2 separate regions of the Mus musculus genome follow, and region 1 is linked to region 2. A link is a contact called in public Hi-C data. All regions are on one chromosome and are shown on one strand. Each heading gives the region's core, a stretch centred on a gene start, on an enhancer-like site or on the middle of the called end of the contact. The rest is flanking DNA. Distances are from core to core; before and after follow the strand shown.

What was found. A called contact is a pair of places that touch in the nucleus more often than the background predicts.
Region 1: a Hi-C map of B cells shows a contact between it and region 2, with 5 times the contacts expected there. The contact joins the promoter of Shd here to the enhancer-like site in region 2. A contact is called at or near these places in 3 of 484 Hi-C or Micro-C datasets (B cells, cerebral cortex and rod photoreceptor) and 2 of 9 other capture datasets (adipose tissue and liver).

The regions. Positions count from the first base shown.
Region 1 is chr17:55,967,255-55,971,817 of GRCm38.p6, forward strand. It overlaps Shd (src homology 2 domain-containing transforming protein D), which reads left to right and starts at 3,228. Exons shown (of 7, transcript NM_009168.2): 1 at 3,228-3,445; 2 at 4,117-4,463. The coding sequence starts at 4,185. Yju2 (YJU2 splicing factor) reads left to right here. Exons shown (of 8, transcript NM_028381.3): 8 at 274-697. The coding sequence ends at 380.
Region 2 is chr17:56,348,061-56,352,811 of GRCm38.p6, forward strand. It overlaps Kdm4b (lysine (K)-specific demethylase 4B), which reads left to right. Exons shown (of 23, transcript NM_172132.3): 2 at 3,573-3,737. The coding sequence starts at 3,597. Among named protein-coding and RNA genes, the nearest start is that of Kdm4b, 24 kb to the left of the region's middle. Within about 2 kb of position 2,866, at least 18 of the 459 cell types and tissues checked have an H3K27ac peak or open chromatin away from gene starts, as enhancers often do. A contact at or near this core is called in B cells, where this site is marked.

The DNA of each region.
Region 1 (4,563 bases), core at 1,978-4,477, 380 kb before region 2:
GTTAACATTTGTCAGAGGCAGATCCTAATGCACAGAGAGGGTTATCCACTACCTGAAGCCACACAGCAAGCCCAGTATTGGAGCCTCACCTGTGCACTCTCTTAGTCATGGAGGCCCTTGGCAGCACTTGGCCCTTGACACTGTTCCAGTGTCCTGTGGGCATTCAGCTGCCCTGGGCAGGATCTCTCTGGCCCAGTTTAAGATTGAGGTGACCAAGTCACAGGGTCCTCTAAGCCGGACACATTCCCATGGACTGACTTGTCCTCTCCACAGGTGCCCCCAAGAGCAGGAAGGCGGACAACCCTACACCCCAGACACCTGGCACGTCCTCCCTGAGCCAGCTGGGTGCATATGGGGACAGCGAGGACAGCGACAGCTGAGTGTCAGTGATGCCCACCGTGGTCTCATAGACCCAAGAAATGAGGAGGAGATGGGATCAAGCAAGCACCTTCAGCAAAGGCCTCGGGACCATCTCTGCCATGGCCTGGCAGTGTACGGAGAAGCAGTGTCCCCAGGCACCCCAGGACAGACAGCCTGGCCCTCTCCTTCAGTCCTTGAGTTGTGTGGAGCCTGTTGGCCGGTCCCTTCCTGCCACAGATCAGAACACAGTCTGACTTGGGGGGGGGGGGCAGGGACCCTATCTCCCTAGCACCATCTCCCAACAATACACAAGGCCTGGGGCTCCATCCGAATGCAACACAGTCGTGCTGTTTAAACAAAACAAGAAGAAAGAATAGAAAGTCAGTTGAGAACCTGCCTGGCTGCAGGGGCTACCCCAGGGTTAACACCTCGGATTTCTGCCATACACCCCTGCGCCTGGCCTCTCAGCATGGCCTTCATGCAGAATTTGGGATTACATCAGTCTGTGTTCTGATACTGTAAGGAAGCAATGTTGAGGCTGAATCTGTTCTGTAGAAAGAAGTGAGCCAGGCACAGTGTGGAGGTAGAGAAGCAGGCGTATGTAGCCACACTCTCGCCTCACCAGTGCTGGGATCAGAGACTGAACCACCAAACTGATCTTAAACCGGAAATGTTCGTGTTGGAGTCTGCTTTCCCCTGGGGACTCTTCCTTCTCACAGCCCGTGTTGGGGGTGGGGCTTCCCAAGCCAAGATCAGGGACATCCTGGCGTCTGGCTGGTCCCCGTCCTGCTGACCTCCACTCACTCAGCTCTGTAGCTGTCATCATGTCCTCAGAAGTTGTCAGGTCTAATCTGTCACTTCTGTCAGCTCCCTGGGGACCCCTGGCAAAGGGAACCACCACCTGCCCAGGGCATTCAGATGCTGGCTGTACCAGCTCCCCCATAGCCCTCTTCCTGCTTGCTGGTCACAAGCCTGGTCCCTGCAGAGTGACAAAGCTACATGGCAAGGGGCGGGGTGGCATGCTACAATGGCATCCGTGAGGTCTTTTTGTCCCAGATGCCACTGTTCCTCCAGCAGACTGAAGCAGCTGGACCTCACCCCCAGACTGGGGATCCTGAAAGTCAGTGACTTGCCTCTTCCTTCAGACTATGAGCTCAGAAAACCAAATGTGTACTTCCTTCCATCAGGCTGGGAACCAGGAAAGGCAAGGTCCTGATGCCTCCCTCAAGCCAGGAGCCTTCCTACAGCACCCTCCAGACTGCAGGCTTCCCAAGGCAAGCCCTGCATCTGCCACCAGACCACAATTAGGCAAGACCCGCCTCCCTATCAGCCAGAGTGTTTTGGTCCCCTACATATACATGCCTGGATTTTGGGTTTTTGAGTGGGCCTCACTATGTAGCCTAAAGGTATGGCTGCCAGCCTTAAAGACCTCCCCTTCTGTCCCCCTGCTTTGGTACACTTACCCTCCCGGATTTGAGGGGCATCGATTCTTATCCTGCTGTTCCCTGAGGCCCCAGTCGCCCCGTGTGTGCCTCAGGATGGAACAGTCACACTGTTCCTGAACAAGAACAGGGTTCTGTCCCATGCCACCAACAGGGTACATGGAGTCTGAGACTCCGTGGGGGACTATCCAAAGCAGGCCGAGGCAGAGACAGGACTAGTTCATGGGGACTGGCAGAGGCACAGGGAAGTGGATTGTTCTGGAACTGCAGTATAGCAGATTACATGGCCTTCATAGGCTATACAACCCACTCATGCATGTTTTCCCTGTGCTTTCATTTGGGTTTAAGATGCTGGGGGCCAACACTACCCTCTCAGCTGCCCCCAGCCTTTGGGTTGTACTTCTAAATGCGACAGGGATAGAGCATGTGAATTATAATCCGGAGTCAGTGTGATACAGACTGACCCCCGTCCCATCTTCCAAGTCATCCAGAAGGTTTTCCCAAGGTAGTTGCCATGATCCTCCTCCCCGCTATCAGAAGAGTTTACTGCTCTGGCTTTTTCTGTTCTTACACGCGCAGGCGCGCTAACATACACACACACACACACACACACACACACACACACACACACACAGGCGCCCGCGCCCCAATGGAGGCTCTGAGGCGACAGAAAGTCAAGTGCCGTTTGATTCTGCCTCAGGCCCCCTGATTGCTATTCCTGCCACGTACAGGCTCCATGCGAGAAAGCTCTTGACTACACCAGCACACACAGGATCTGGTGACCCCTGGGGACGCTGCCTGACAGAGATAGGAGTGGGTGGTTAGGGGGACTTAGCCTACTCCAGATGCCGTGCTGGCTCTAGGCCTCAGTTTCTCTGCCTGGAAAACAGAGCTCACAGTGGACAAGAGGATGACCGCTCTCTCTGTGAGCCACCAGTGCCATCCTAGAGATGTCCAGGCACAAATGGTCAGATGGGTGGCTTGAGTTTCGCTCCACACACAAAGCCTTTCTATGCCTCAGTTTCGCCAACCTCAACGTCTCAGTCGGTAGGGCGCTTGCTAGTATGCACAAAGCCTGGAGTGTCATCCCTAAATGCTGGGAGACTGAGGCAGGAGGATCAGGAGTTCGAGGTCATCCTTTGCTGCAAGTGAGTTGGAGGCCAGCCTGGGCTACATGAGACCCTTAGCAGTAACTCTTGCTGTCAATGCCTCCTGCACCGATTACCAGTTGGGGAGACTAAGGCGGACAGACAGTTGGCCATGGCTTTTGGGTCACTCTGGCTGACTACTGCCCGCCTGTCTCTCCTTGGGGTTCGACCTCCTAGCTCCATCTGCAGCCCTTGAGGTCTGAGCCCACCTCCCTCCCTCCGCTCGCGGACCCGCAGCTGCCGACGCCTCCCACCCCTCCCCCTCGCCCGGCACAAAGCGACGGACGGACGCAGCGGTGACGGACGACGCCTCCCGCCCTGCGCCACCTCCAGCCGCGACCCTGCGCGATGCTCGGGCCTCTCGCCCAATCCCTGCCCGGCCCTGGTCCCAAGGGCAACTCGGTCCCCACGCCGGTGGTCTCGTCCTCCGGGATCCTCCAGGGTCCGAGTCCTGCTGTCTCCACCCCGGAGCCACAGAAGGTCTGAGGTCTGCAGGTCTGTCCGCAAGGCGGGACCCAATGGGACGCGGGTGTTCTCGCCCCTCCGGTGGCCCTGAGAACCCGGGCCTGGACTCAGTGGTTTAAGTCCCTTTTGTTGTGCAGTGGCGGCGGCTGCAGGCGGTTAAGGGATAGGGGAGGTTAAGGGATTGAGGGGGCGGTGTGGAGCAGGAGTTAGGGGACCGGGAGGTTAAAGGAAATGGAGGGGTCTGGAGATTAAGGAATACTGGAGATGGAATTAAAGGATTCAGAGATTAAGGGATGGAGATAAAGGATTGGAGGTGTGACGGGGGCGGGGTGTGAAGGATCAGGGGTCAAGAAATCTGGGTAATTCGGACTGGTGGGGCTCGCGGGATCGGACAGCAGCCCCACAGGGAGTACGACCCTCTGGAGTGGCTCAGCCTCTGACAACTTTATGCATGGAGCTGAAGGGGTAATGTGAAACAGCCCTGTTGACATCACACCTGCAACACGGACCCTAAAGTTCGCAGTTCCCGCAGACCCTTGGCCTGCAGCACCAGGGTCGCCACCTGCTGCCCCCTCTGCTCTGAGCCCAGCCAAGGACTTCTGACCTCCAATCTTCCTGTCCTCTTCCTCTTCTCTCTTCTCCCTTCTTCCTCCCCCCTTTTGTCTCCCCCTCCTCTTCTCTCCCCTCCTTCCTCCCCCCAGCCCCAGGACGAGCTGCAGAGCTAGGCATGAAGGTCCTTGTTTGACACCAGCATATTTTGGGGGCACCAATGGCCAAGTGGCTCCGAGACTATCTGAACTTGGGCAGCCGGAGGCCGCCTCCGCAGCCGCCCACCCCCGACTACACCGAGAGCGACATCCTGCGGGCCTACCGCGAACAGAAGGACCTGGACTTCGAGGACCCCTATGAGGATTCCAATGGCCGCGCTGAGCCAGAGGTCACCGGGTCCGGTGACCCCAAGTACAACTCTCCTAGGCACCGGCTGATCAAGGTGGAGGCTGCAGACATGGCCAGAGCCAAGGCTCTGCTGGGGAGCCCGGGGGAAGAGGTGCGTGGAGGACCTGGACGGGTGTTCTGTCCCTATCACCCTGGGTTCCCCACCTCATCCCCCGCCCCCTGGGGAGTCCAAGATCTTCTGGGCTAGCCAT
Region 2 (4,751 bases), core at 1,616-4,115:
CTTGGTCTGGCTGGCCTTTCTACTCCTGGTGCTGTGCCAAGCCCACTGCCCACTTGCCCCCGTGACCCTGCCATCTCCCGAGTTAAATAACAAAGTTCCAAACTTACCAGCCGTAGCCCCAGGCTCATAGCCGGCCTTGGCCTCTGTTCCAGCCCACCTTCCTGCAGTCCAGCTGACCACACAAGGCCCTCAGAGCTTATTCTTTCTACCAGCCCTTCTTGCTCCATCCCACCCCTGCTGTTCACCCAGATAAAGAAAAAGAGGGCAGGGCTGCCAGGAAGGCTGCATGCAGAGGACTGGGAGGTGCTTCTGTCACAGCATGCAGGCTTCTTGTGCTCAGGGATCATGCTCAACTTGCACACAGCTAGGAGAGTAAGAGGAGTGGGGCAGTCAGCATTCTAGGGGCAAATTGTGCAGGCAAGACCTGTCCAGGAACCCCAACATGGGCCCAGCCACACCCCGGAACCGGCACAGGGAGATGTAGCTACCTCCATGCTGGAGACTGAGCTTGAGTCATGGGGTCTCTCAAGATGGTAGCCCAAGCCCATGGTTAGCTGGGAGTCACCAGGAAGTTTGAGGTATCAGACCTCCAGGGGGAGGGACCTTCAGGAGCAGGGGAGGTTGGGAAGACACCCTGGGACACCAGCAGGACTGACACCTGTAGTGTCACTACTGAGGGGCCTGTCAGGCTCCTGTTCTGTTTCCTGAGGGTACTGCCTAGGGTGTGGCACCTGTGCTGTCCTGGCCTCATGGTGCCTGATTGCTTCTGTGTGTCAAAGGGCTCAGCCCAAATGCTATCCCCCTGCCTTCTCAGGCCCTTGGAGCCCAGCCTATGTGCCCCTAGTCTTCCCTCTGGGAGGCTTTGTCCTAGGGCTTGTGTGTGTGTGGGACAAGTGTGTGTAGGCAATGGGGTACAGGTGACATGACATAGCCTGGCCACACAGTGTCCCACTGAAGAAGCAGCCATTGCAGAGGCTCTTTGTGTGCAGACCCTGTGCTATAGCCTAGGGCAGGCCACCAGCCACTCAGCCTGGCCTGAAAGCTCTGGTCTTGACACATGTTTCTGAACAGTAGGAGCAGGGTTGGGTAGGTCTTATTGGACACCTTACTCTCAGTCCCTGTTTTAACAGGCAGGAGGAGGGCAGGGCACTTTCCCTGTGGGCAATAAGGAGTTGTTGCCACTAAGTGGAGACAGTGAGTTTCCTGTTTGCTGGCTAGCAGGTGGTGGCTGGCTGTCCTCTTCCCCCAGTGCCCAGCACATACAATCTGAGGCTGGGTAGGAGGCTACTAGCCCTGCCTAGCCCAGGGCCTCAAGGTGAGTGGCACCTAGAATCCATTGTGCTGGGCCCATAGCAGATAATGGGCACGCCTGTGTCCTGCGGGCTTTTGTGTACCCCATGTCAGTGGCAGCTGTAACTCGTTGCTATAGATAGATGGAGATTCTCAGATGGTGCCCAAGTTCATGGTGCATCTGTGGTGGAAAGCACCTGGCCTGCCTGGCTCTCCTGGGGACCTGGGCCACTGCACCTGCCAGCCTGTCCAGCTTCTCTTAGGACTTGAGCCTTATCTCCCTGCATCTCTTGTGATGCATGCCCCAGAGAGCTCTGGCTGATCCCTTCTCCTATCCCAAGGGTCCTTTTCTTCTGGAGGGAGTGATATTTGTCTCTACTAGTCCTGGTCCACACCTCTGCTATGCCTCTCAGGATAGCCAGAGGGGTCAGTGTGGGCCTCATTCTCTGCTGATAATCTGCAGCTGGGACCTTCAGGATCCCAAGTCCTCGTCAGGTAAAGTCACCTGCTGCCAAGCATGACAACTCCGAGGTTTAACCCTGGGTCACACTTGTGGAAGGAGAGAGCTGACAACTGCAGGTTGCCTTCCGACCTCTGCATGTTTGGGCAGTGCTGCCTGCTATGTCCTAGCCCTCTTTCTGGTGAGCCTTCATGTGGCCAGCAGGAGGTTAGCTGCATTTTGTGTACCAGTGTGGTGCTCTGTCTGTGCCCCACTATCACTAGCACCCAGTGTGGGGGCTGAAGTGGCCCCTTGATGGGACACAGCTCTCAGGTCTCATCCCCCGTCACAGGTGCCCACACAGCACCCTGGTGGCAGCCTGGGCCTTTTCCCCGACCATATTGGACTTGAGTAAGAGACAGGCAGGCAGGTGGGAGACCAAAGTCATCATGAAGGAGAGAACCTGTGTGAAAGGGAAATGGTGGGTGCAGGCACCCTTATCCCACGAGGTAGAGAGACAGGCCATTGGTTCCCAGTGGTCCGGCTCTGGAACAGCTCTGTGGCACAGGACTCAGCTCATAGAAGAAACTCTGCTCCACCATTTCGTGTGGCCTGTGAGGCAGCGGAGGAGGGCCATGGTCAGGGCTGAGAGGAGTTAGTGGTCCTGGGCCCTTCCATGTGCCTCCCACCTGCCCATTCTAACACTGAGGCTGCTGGGGCCCCTGAGGAGGTGCTGTGCCTTCTACATCATCCTTCCCTAGCTCTCACCCTCTACATCTAGGAGGTGGCAGGTGAGCTCAGCAATTAGTGTGGGGCTGCTGGGGAGCAGTGGCAGTCCTGAGACCTGCTGGTGGGGTCAGTTGTCTAGCAGGATAGCTTCTAGTTATGTGGTTAGGGCCTTCCCCTTGTGTACTGGAGGACAATGTCTGGCAGTCCCCCTCTGTAAACCCTGTGCTCCTGTGAGCTCTGAGGGCTATGTCTAGTAGACCCTCAGGACACCCAGGTGATGCACGCAGCCTTATTCCTCTCCAGAGCCCTGAAGGACTGTGGCCTTTGGGTGCTCAGACACCAACTGGTGGCCTAGCTCACGGCTGTAATCAAGCCCTCTACTCCATTTATGGGCATGTGCTGCCACTTGGTGGACACTTTGGGAAATGCATAGGAGCTATTCTCTACTCCCACTTTGGGGCCTGTGTGTATGTGTGTGTGTGTGTGGGGGGGCAGTTCTCTAGGAGGATGGGACTCCACAACCCTTTCTGGACCCTGGGCTGCAGGCCATATGATTGCCCAGTGAGGAGAAGGCACCTGGCTGAGAAGATCCCTTTACAAGGGGCAGGTAGGAGGCCAGCACAGGTAAGTTGATGTTAGCTGTGGCTTGGGCTGGCTCAGACAGGTTGGATTTGCCCTCCTGATCCAGGGCTCTAAGAATAGCTGATGGAGTCCAGGTTTCAAACAGTTGGCTCCTGTGCACAAGTGGAGCCCTCTGAACAAGCCCAGTGTGCTCTCACATGTGCACAGGGCTCCTGGGTGACGTGGTGACCTAAGGCTACAAGGTCTGCATGGGAAGGTCCCTGCTGAGAACAGTGCTGGGCTCCAGGGGGCCTCTGATTGGAAAATACACAGCTTCTGGGACCCCGTCAGCTTTAGAAGGAGGGTTCCTATGTGTTTACTCAACCGGTGTCACCTTGGCTTTTGACTGGTGGGAGTATGGGGCTTTGTGGTTTGCTGGCCTGGCACGGCTGCCTGCTGTTGCCCTCAGGAGCTGTGGGTATTTCGTTGCCTCCAAGGGAGGCTTGGAGGTGGTGATGGCAGGGCTATGCTGACTGCTCTTATCTCCTCACAGGTGTAGCTCCACTTTGCTGCAACCATGGGGTCCGAGGACCACAGCGCCCAGAACCCCAGCTGTAAGATCATGACTTTCCGCCCCACCATGGATGAATTCAGGGACTTCAACAGATATGTGGCGTACATTGAGTCGCAGGGTGCCCACCGTGCTGGCCTGGCCAAGGTGCGTCATGCCACTCCCAAGCTCCTTTGTGCCCAGACACTGTGGCACTGCCTCCCCGACCTTCTTAAACATGGAGGCAGACACTGGTTTTGTGGCTGTGGCTTGGGCTGGCTCAGACAGGTTGGATTTGCCCTCCTGATCCAGGGCTCTAAGAATAGCTGATGGAGTCCAGGTTTCAAACAGTTGGCTCCTGTGCACAAGTGGAGCCCTCTGAACAAGCCCAGGGTTCCTAGACCAAATCAGGGCACATGTTGTGTTCCTGACTCTAGGGAGTGGCCTAGCTTGGGTGGGACACAGAACCTGCTGCTATGAGGGACAAAGCTTTTGGAGGGCTAGGGTTGGAAGGGGACCTGATGCCTAGGGGTGGTGGTGCCAGGAGACACTTTTAATTATTGATGGAGTGGCAGAGGTTAAGTACCTTGTTCTTGGGGCCCTGCGACTCTGCCTAAACTTTGCATTCTACTGTTTTGCCTGCCTGTCTGAATGGAGCTGTCATACTAAGTTGTGGCTCAGGTTCCCTGTAACCTTGTGGACCTATGTTAATCCATGGGAGAGAATGCTGGGGAGGCTGACTTCATCTGAGCCCTAGGCACACACAGCACAGCATGAGCACACACCTCTTCCTACCTTCTGAGGGCAGATGGACAGACACCACAAGCATCTGTGGCCCGTGCTCTGCCGTATGAGCCGAGCCGTGTATGAGCCAAGGGCATAGGCTCATCAGCCTTGACTGGTGTGTGTACGTACGTGCGTGCGTGCGTGCGTGCGTGTGTGTATGTGTGTTCGCGCTATGGTGTATTTGTGTGTGTGTATGCGTGCATGTCTATAAGAATGTGAATGTGTGGGTGGCTATCTGTGTAAGAATGTGTATATGTATGTGTATGGTGTGTCTGTGTAAGAATATGTGTGTGAGTATAAGAATCTGAGTCTGTGTGTTTATGTGTGGGTATCTGTAAGAATGTGAGCATGTATGTGTGTGTGTATGTGTGAGTGTGAGTGTGTGTGTGTGTGTGT